Linked DNA regions of Mus musculus: region 1 is linked to region 2. Evidence: chromatin contacts called from public HiChIP or PLAC-seq data. All regions are on one chromosome and are shown on one strand. The core of a region is the stretch at or near the end of the contact, and the rest is flanking DNA. Distances in the headings are between cores, read along the strand shown. Region 1 has its middle 16 kb from the start of Gm36518. Region 2 overlaps Phactr4 (phosphatase and actin regulator 4).

The links. HiChIP or PLAC-seq counts read pairs in DNA pulled down with a chosen protein or histone mark.
Region 1: a FOXA1 HiChIP or PLAC-seq map of pancreatic cancer cells shows a contact between it and region 2. The contact joins two enhancer-like sites.

Annotation. Positions count from the first base shown.
Region 1 is chr4:132,942,700-132,947,212 of GRCm38.p6, reverse strand. No RefSeq gene overlaps it. Among named protein-coding and RNA genes, the nearest start is that of Gm36518, 16 kb to the left of the region's middle. Within about 2 kb of position 1,777, at least 276 of the 459 cell types and tissues checked have an H3K27ac peak or open chromatin away from gene starts, as enhancers often do. A contact at or near this core is called in pancreatic cancer cells, where this site is marked.
Region 2 is chr4:132,401,086-132,406,094 of GRCm38.p6, reverse strand. All of the region lies in intron 2 of Phactr4 (phosphatase and actin regulator 4), which reads left to right. Among named protein-coding and RNA genes, the nearest start is that of Phactr4, 19 kb to the left of the region's middle. Within about 2 kb of position 2,589, at least 59 of the 459 cell types and tissues checked have an H3K27ac peak or open chromatin away from gene starts, as enhancers often do. A contact at or near this core is called in pancreatic cancer cells, where this site is marked.

The DNA.
Region 1 (4,513 bases), core at 528-3,027, 540 kb before region 2:
TGTTGACGCAGAGTTCCTGCTCCGGCAGGTAGGATGGCTCAGTGGGTAAAGACACGGGTGACCAAACCATAGTAGGAGGGAATGAGCTCCTGTGAGCTGTGCTCTGACCTCCAGAGGAGCGAGACAGTGGTGAGGCAGAGGCCCAGACACACACACACACACACACACACACACACAGACTTTGTGACACAGCCGTGTTGTGTCAGGAGTGGCAGCCCCCCTGCTCTCTGCTCAGGAAAGGTTCCAGCAGAGTTCTCTGTCCCTGACCTTGTTAAGGACGCAGGCTTCTCCATAGGTGTGACAGGAGACACAACCCTGGACAAACAAGCTGTATGCCTGTATGCGTAGGGCAAAGGCAGCCAAGTCGCCCAGCTTGGGCTGTGTGGTTATTTGCATGACCAGCCTGGCACTTCCTTGGTGCTGGCTACAGGGACGAGTCAGCTCAGTAAACAGATCCTGTAAGGATTGCGGCAAAGCTTCCATCTGGAATCATTTGTTTGTTCCGATAAAGAACCTCTGGATCTGGATCGAATCGCGTGTCCCGTGTTCTTGTGTCCGGGAGCTCACCAGCCCTCCCCTCCCCTCTCCTCTCCCCGCTCCTCCGCCCCACTCCCACCCCCACAGCCTCTGACAGGGCATTACGTCTTCTGCTTGCACAGTGGGTGCATGCAGTTGGGAACAAGCTGGGGTTTTGAGGCCGAGAACTTGGGGCTGGGTTTCTCTATCTGAGTTTCTGAGGTCAGGCACTGAAACCTGGGTACTTGTGGCTAGGTGCTTGGACTTGCTGTCTGTATGAGCAGACAGACCTGTTCCTGCCCCTGTCTCTTCCGGGTAGCTTCACATTAATGACGCTGTTTGTCCTGCCTGTCTATCTTAGGAGATGGCAGAGGCTGAAAGGCAAGAGAACGCTCTCCCTGGCCTCTTCGCCTGCCTTCCTGGGACCCTTCCCTCTCCTCACCGGGAGGCCTGGGCGTCCTAGTCTTCCACCCCTCCCCCCAGCCATCTGCTTAAAGGACGTGGCTCCTCAGTTCTTCACAGGAAGCCACAGGCCTCTTCTGCTTCAGCAACCTCCGCTGCTGCTGGCCCAGGCCCCTTTCCAGGTCAGCTTAGTAACGCCCGGTTCTCAGCATTTCCCTGTACCGCCAGCCAAGAAGCCTGGGTGGCGGTGGCGTGTTTCTCTCTTTCTCCTCTAAAACCTTATGGCTCTGTCGGGGGGTGGGGGTGGGAGGTGCATAGGCTGTGAACTTGAAGACAGACCTGATGGCAGAGAGGGTCCTGAATTGTGGAACTAGGGGTTTGGGAAGGAGAGCAGGAGGAAGGTCCTTCAGAGACCCTGGGAATGATCACTCCAGCGTCCAGGCTTCCTGCTGCAGAGCAGAAGCCGAGGTCCATTCATTTCAGTCTCGGAAGACTGTGGTGGAGACTGCCCCAGGGAGGGCTTTTAGTAATTGCGGAGCAGCTCAAGGATAATGAGGGCTGATGAAGTCTAGCCCGGGACTACAGTGCCACCTGGTGGTCATGTTCGTACACTGCACCATGAGATTGTGGCGCCAGCCTTAGGAGGGGCTGACTGTTAAAGGGTACCAGGGCCTGGAAGGAAACTCCCTAGATAAAGGGATTTGATGAAAGGTCAGGACTAAGTCAGCTGACATGGTATGCCTGTAGTCAAGTGCTGGAGGAGCCTGCGGCCGAATTGTTGAGCCGAGGAGTTCAAGGGCAGCCTGGTCAGCACAGCAAGAACTTGACTGCAAGGTGCTGGAGAGACGGCTCAGCAGTTGCTGCTCTTCCAGCAGACAGAGTTCCATTTAGTGACTCACAGTGACCTGCAGCTCCAGCTCCGCCCTCTTCCTGCCTCCCTGGCACACACCCATCTTTAAACCTTCAAGCTAAAAACAAAGACACATCCTCTAACGTCCACACTTGGGAATGACACTCTTGGTCTGGATGAGACTCCTTTAGCACCATTTGACAGACGAGAAACCTGAGGACCAGAGATGACCTTGACATTGTCTTACAGCAAGACAGTCAGAAACCGGGGTCTGAATTTATTTTATTCTATTTTATACTTGGGATGGAGCCCAGAGTCACTGAGGTCTAATTTGGGGCTCGTCTTAAGATGTAGCTCCAGAGTAAAAAGCATTCTCTGTTAGTTTCTAGTCACCCCCTTTGTGACCAAACATGGCACTGCCCAGCACCAACCCCACTTTAGTCACCAAAGTTGGCACTACAAGATGGCTTTTCCCCAAAATAAACTCTGCTCTGAAGCAAGAGGATCTGAGAAGGCCAGGGGTTACAGAGCGTGTGCGTTTGCTCAGCAGACACTTTAGAAGAGGAAGCCCAGGGGGCTGGAGAGATGACTTCTTGGTTACAAGAGCTCCCTGGTCTTCCAGGGGACCCGTTAAGTTCCTAGACCTCACATCAGGGAGTTAACAACTGTCTGGAACTATAACTTTTCTAAACCGCACACATGCACACACTTAAAAACAAAATCTCATAACTGGGTAGTAGTGGTATACCCCATTCAATCCCAGCACTCAGGAGGTAGCTAGCATATCTCTTCGAGTTTGAGGCCAGCCTGATCTACAGAGTGAATTTCAGGATAGCCAGGGCTACATAGAGAAAGCTTGTCTCGAAAACCAAAAACAAACAAAACAAAACAAAGCCTTATAAAAAGCCAATCGCATTAGCAGAGGAAACCTCCTGGCTTTAAAGAAAGCAGATTTGGGACCCTAAAAACGCAAGGAACTTGTCAGGCTGCAACCCTGCAGCAGGGCCATGACTCAGTGGTGTGTCTGTCTGAAGGCCACTGCCAGAGACAATTCTAAAAGAGACAGATGTCACGTGGCCCTGCCGCTGCTGTGTGTCATCATGTCGTCTGGTGCTGTGTGAACGTAATAATCAAAACCCGTGAAGACAGACAAGGGTAGGGGTTATCGAAACAAATGGGGGTGAAGAGAAGGCGAACAGGAAGGAAGAGGGGGCCTCGTGGATTCACTCTGAGCTGCAAGTAGGCAGGAAGTAGGTTCCTTGTGCGGTGGGGTCCTTAGCGCCTGGTACAGTGCCTGGCGTGGATTGATCACTCAGTAAATGTCTAGGGGATGAAGGTGAAGAATTAAGCTGCATTCTGAGAGAGCAGTATGCGGCCATCGTCAGGGTAATTCAGCCTGAGGGATTGCTGGGGACTGGGACTCAAAATCCAGCAACCCCAATCAATACTCAGGAGGCCGAGGCAGGAGGAGCATCATGAGTTTGTGGCTAGCCTGGGCTACATAGTAAGACTCTGTCTCAAACACTAATTAATTATGCGGTTGGAGAGATGCCTCAGGGAGTAAGAGCACTCTCTGTGCTTCCAGAGAACCTGGGTTCAGCTCCCAACATCCATACAAAAGCTTATAGCTAGCCATCAGTACTCCAGTTCCGGGGGATCTGACATCCCCTTCTGGCCTCCTTGGCCAGTAGACACACACACACACACACACACACAGTGCACAGACGCACACTCAGGCAAAAACTCCTCCCATATGCATAAATTAAAAAATAAATAAATAAATATTTTTTAATTATTAATTAAGGTATATATATATACATATATGTATATATATTTTAAACTAGACTTGTGGGAGTAGAGCTGTACATCTTTCTTTGATGATGTCCACGGGAATAAATGGATAGGGGCGCCCCAGGACAGAGTAGCCCTAATTAGATGCCAATCTTTGGGAGAAAGGGAGAAGAACTCTGAGCCCCTGGGAGCCATGCCTGGCTGCAAAGTTAGATTTTTGAATTCCCAGGTTGCTCCCTGGTTATTTCCTCCACTCCCTCATGGTGGCGGCGGCTGACATTTACTGACTGCTTGCTGTTTGTCCATACCATGGCCAAGCCTTTCTGTGCTGTGCCTCTGCCTCATGCGTACGTCTGCCAGACATGTTTCTCTGGGGACAAGCCAGTGGTGGCAAACAATTGCCATCTGCAGAGGTGGCCCTGAAACCGAGGCCAGGCTGGAACAAGCAGGGTGGGAAGAGGAGGTGACTCAGGAAAACTGTGAGTTAGCAGAGGCCTCAGGGCAGCTGCCTCCAATCCGTCCTCACTGGTGCTGCCCCGGGGGCTCCAGGTTGCCTAAACCACGGTTCTTTGGGAAGCAGCATCTATGGGATACAGGTAGATGTCTTCCAGCAGTGTGAGTGTTCACTGCATGCTTGGGAACCAGAGAGCCCACTCAAAGGTGGACCCAATTGGATGAAATCCATAAGGTGATTCTTCCTCTTCAGGGTTGGATCCCCCCACCCAACACACACACACACACACACACACACACACAGACACAGACACACACACACAGACACAGACACACAGACACAGACACACACACACACACAGACACACACACACACACACAGAGACACATACAGACACAGACACACAGACACACACAGACACACACACACACACAGACACACAGACACAGACACACACACACAGACACACACACACAGGCACACACACACAGACACACACA
Region 2 (5,009 bases), core at 1,340-3,839:
CTACAAATCTCAAGTTAAAGTATTAAAAAAATAGACAGTGGGGCTGGAGAGATGGCTCAGTGGTTAAGAGCACTGACTGTTCTTCCAGAGGTCCTGAGTTCAATTCCCAGCAACCACATGGTGGCTCACAACCATCTGTAATGGGATCTGATGCCCTCTTCCGGTGTGTCTGAAGACAGCTACAGTGTACTTACATATAATAAATAAGCCTTTTAAAAAAAAGAAAAAAGGAGTAGTTCAGTAGCCCATTGCCTTTACTCTTCCCACACCACTGCAACCCAGCATAACAGATTTGTTTTTAGTGGTAATTGTTCTTCTTGTGACCAAGGCAGCACCTTAAGGAGGAAGGATTGGCTTTTGTCACAGTTTCAGTGGGGTCTGCCCTGCTGGGCGAGAGGGCCTGGTCGTGGAGAAGGAAGCGGTTGTCTGGCATCTCAGCTGGGAACAGGGAAGGATGAGTGCTGCTGCTCTGGTTTTCAAGAAGGCATGGTCTCGGTTGTCCAGGAACTCCCTGTGTAGACCAGGCTAGCCCCAAATTCCCAGGTCTGCCCCTGCCTTCTGAGTGTGGCAATTAAAGGTGTTAATCATCCTGCCTGGCGCTTCCTTCCACTTTAAACAAATGTGCGGAGCTGGGGAGGAGGCTCAGCGGTTTAGAGCGCTGGCTGTTCTTCCAGAGGACCCAGGTTCAGTTCCCAGTACCCACATGGTAGCTCACAGCTATCTGTAACTCCAGTTCCAGGGGATCTGATACCCTCACACCAATGTATATAAAATAAAGTTAAATTAAGAGTGTTTGTTCGTTTGTTTGTTTTTTGTTTTTTGGAGACAATATTTTTCTATGCAGCCTTGGCTGTCCTAGAACTCATTTTGTAGAACAGGCTGGCCTTGAACTCAGAGATCCACCTGCCTCTGCCTCCGGAGTCCGGAGATTAAAGGTGTGTGCCAACTACTGCCCAGCTTCCTTTTTTTCTTATGTGAGTGTGTGTGCATCTCAGGTATGTGTCTCTGGTGGTCAGAAGAGCTTGGAGGCTTTCCTCTCCTTCCCGTGTGGGACCTGGGCATTGAACACAGGTTGTTAGGCTTAGCAGCAGTGTGCCTTTACTGCTGAGCTACCTCACCAGTCCGCTTTCTACTTTTTCTTCACTTCAAGACATTAGCTCATAGTGTGAGTCTTCTCCTAAGTTAAACGACCTTTCTAACATTTCTTTATTTGTTTATTTAGTGTACTGTGCGAATGTGTATGCCACAGCACCCACGTGGCAGTCATGGGACAACTTTGTGGAGTTGGTTCTTTTTCTACACCTTGATGTAGCTTCTAGAGGTGAAAATCAGGTCTCTAGGCTTATGTAGTAAACCATTTGCCAGCCTTAGTTAAACCTTCTGGAAATACCTTCTAAGTAAAGCCTGAGGTGGGTTTCCATGGTGACTCTGTCCAGTCAAGTTCACAGTGCTGATTAAATACCACATGGCTCTTCCTTAGATTTTAGGTACCTTTAGGTTCTTGGCGTCTAAGCCGGGGAACAGGGAATATGAGTCTAGTGTTTAATGGTTACTGGATCCTGTTTATTTTCTATATATTTATTTATTTTATTTTATTTTATTTTGACTTTTTGAGACAGGATTTCTCTGTGTAGCCCTGGCTATCTTGGAACTGTATAGGCCTTGAAATCACAGTGATCTGCCTGCCTCTGCCTCCTGAGTACTGGAATTAAAGATATGAACCCACTGGCTATCTGTTTGATATAGTTTTTGAGATAGAGTCTCACTTTGTCGCTTACACTAGCCTCAGACTCAGGGCAATCCCCTGGCCTCAGCCTCTGCACTGCTGGGACTGACAGTCCTACATCACCACCCCAGTGGGACCATGCTTCATTTAAGGATTCTTCATGAAAAGAAATAGCTCTCAGGTTGAAGTGACAATCACCAAGCTTGTTTCGTGGAAGGTTCTGTTTTTCAGGATTCATATTTACCCACAGCACTCATAAAGCTTTTCAGAAAAGTCAAAATAGAATTGTACTGGATGCTTTAGCATAGACAGATAAGCATAGGTGCGTGCTGCCTGAACGTTCCTCTGATTTACTAGGCTCTTTTCCTAAGGCACGCATGCATTTGGTTCTGGTTTTAAAATGAAACTTAGAAGCAAAGGTGTGTGTAGTGTAAAATGTAATTTCCTCTTTGATTTTAAAAGCTCTATGGAAAAAAACATTTTTAAAGGTTTATTTATTTTATATGAGGACACTGTAGCTGTCATCAGATACATCAGAAGAGGGCATTGGATCCCATTACAGATGGTTGTGAGCCACCATGTGGTTGCTGGGAATTGAACTCAGGACCGCTGGAAGAGCAATCAGTGCTCTTAACCGATGAGCCATCTCTCCAGCCTGGAAAGTTTTAATTATATACCCCCTATACTTTCTGTGGTTCTAAAAATTGAAGGTTTTGAAGGGAGGGCTGTTTTATACATGAAATCAGCACAGTGCACTTGAATTACCAGCTGGAGTGAGTTTGATAGAAACAACATTTACATAGTCATCCTCAATTATTTTGCAGGAATTACTGTTGACTCACTGTGGTGCCAGGTGTTCATTACTCAGACTTTTTATTTAGAGGAGGATAAAGGCTGGATTCTTCTGCATATGAGCCGGAAAGGAATGCCCCTTAACCTGAATCCTTGCTAGAAGTTCCTGAGTAACTTTTTCAGGTGCCATGGCTATTCTCAGTTACTGTATCCACAGATACGTGACTGAGGGCCAGTTCTGCACAGATTTCCTGTCTCCTTTACTTGGAGACAGTTTGTGAGCCAACTGAATTGTAAAGCGTTATGAAAGAGAGAGAAGGAAGATGGAGCAGCCATAATTCGTCATCCCTTTGAGTCACCAGCACTGACTGCTACTGTTAAGAAACATTCAGCCCATTGCAAAATCCAGCTGTGGGTCCTCCGTTCTGTCTGCCTGGTTTCTATACATCATTGACATCTCTGGGTTCCTTAATAGAATTCAGTTGGCTCTTCCATGTGATTTTATAAGGCTTTGATTTTTCTCATTAAAAGACTAAGGCTTCTTAATTATTTTTTCTTCTTCTCCTCCTCCTCCTCCTTCTTCTTCTACTTCTTCTTCTCCTCCTCCTCCTTCCCCTCCTCCTTCTCCTCTTTCTCCTCCTCCTTCTTCTTCTTTCTTCTTCTTCTTGGTTTTTCGAGACAGGGTTTCTCTGTGTAGCCTTGGCTGTCCTGGAACTCACTTTGTAGACCAGGCTGGCCTCGAACTCAGAAATCCACCTGCCTCTGCCTCCCAAGTGCTGGGACTAAAGGCATGCACTACCACTGCCTAGCAATTTCTCTTTTTTTAATTCGATATTTTATTTATTTGCATTTCAAATGTTATTCCCTTTCCCAATTCCCCCCTCCAGAAGCCCCCATCCCATCCCCCCTCCTTCTGCTTCTATGAGGGTGTGCACCCACCTACCCACCCAATCTCTTTTATTATAATTACAAAAACCAACTACATTCTGCACATGAAAAAAACAATAGAGTATAAAATAATTGGTGGCCAGTGAGGTTCATTAATATCAAAATGCACTTGATTTTTTTTCCTTATTTGGCAAGCATTCCTTTTGATTCATTATAAAAAGTGCACAGTGGCACACCTGACCAGCCTTCCTGGAGCCTTTTTGTTCCCTTAGCAGAATATTGAATTGATTAAATTATTGGCTTAACAGGAAGGGACTTTAACAATAATTTTAGTCACTTGTGTAGTAGCTCACATGATTTTTTGGTCTGTGTATGTGGTGTATATATAAATGCATGTGTTCTTGTGTGTGTGTGAGCACCCAAGTGCAAGTATACATTGGGTACAGATGTAGGCTCACACGGGGGTACATGAGTCCTCACTGTATGTATCTCTTCTCTGCTCTGCCACGCTCGTCTCGTGTGTGGTGTGTGCATGCAGGTGCCAGAGGCGGACATCAGGTTTATTCATCTGTTGCCCTCCATCCTTTGTTGTTGCTTTGAGACAGGGTTTCTCTGTGTAGCTCTGTCTGTCCTAGAACTCCTGTAGACCAGGTTAGCCTTGAGCTGAGAGACCTGCATGCTTCTGCTTGCCCAGTGCTGGGATTAAAGGCACATGCGCACTACAGTATCCCAGCTTGTTGCTCTCTGTCTTATTTTTTGAGACGTAGTCTCCTACTGAACTCAGAGGTCCCCATATCCACTAGGCTAGCTGCTCAGTAAACTCTAGGTATGTCTCTTGATTTACTCCTGTAATCTATGGGTAATCATCTCCATGCACAGACATGCCCTCATGCTTTTTTGTCTGATTTGACCTGAAACAACGTGATCCCTAATTCTTCACTTCTGTCACATAAAGAACTTAGCATTTCTGTTCTTTTCTGTACTCTTTACAATCCTCCTGTGCAGAAAATGGAACGTGGATTTTTACCATATATATGAATATATATGATTCCCACACCCCAAATAGGGTGTTTTTTTTTTTTTTTTTTTTTTTTTTTTTGAGACACGGTCTCACTATGTAGCTCTGCCTGTCCTGGAACTCACTTTGTAGACCAGGCTTGCCTCAAATTTGCAAAGATTTGCTTGCTTCTGCCTCCTGGGTGCTGAGATTCAAGGTCTGCGTCATCACGTCCAGCTACATTTTTCAAAATTTGGTATGGATGTGTCACCACCTCCCCCAGGTGAGTTTCCTAGCCGCCGCTCTCATGATCATTGCAATGATAGAATGTTTCATGGTCGGCACAGGTTTCTCCTGCCTCCATTGCTCACGCTCTTTGCCCTGATGATCTTTGAAACAGGGTCTTGTTTTATAACCCTGGCTGCTTTAACTTGTCTTTACTTCTGCCTCAGCACCCAGAATGCTGAGGTCGCAGGCAGGTGCACTGTCTTTTGCTCCTTAGTTTCATAAGCAAAGGTTCAAATTGAGTCTGTTTCTTGGTGGGGCCGTAGTTTGGTGCTTGCCCAGTACGCATGAGGCACGCTTGAGGGCTGGAGGTTCAGGCTG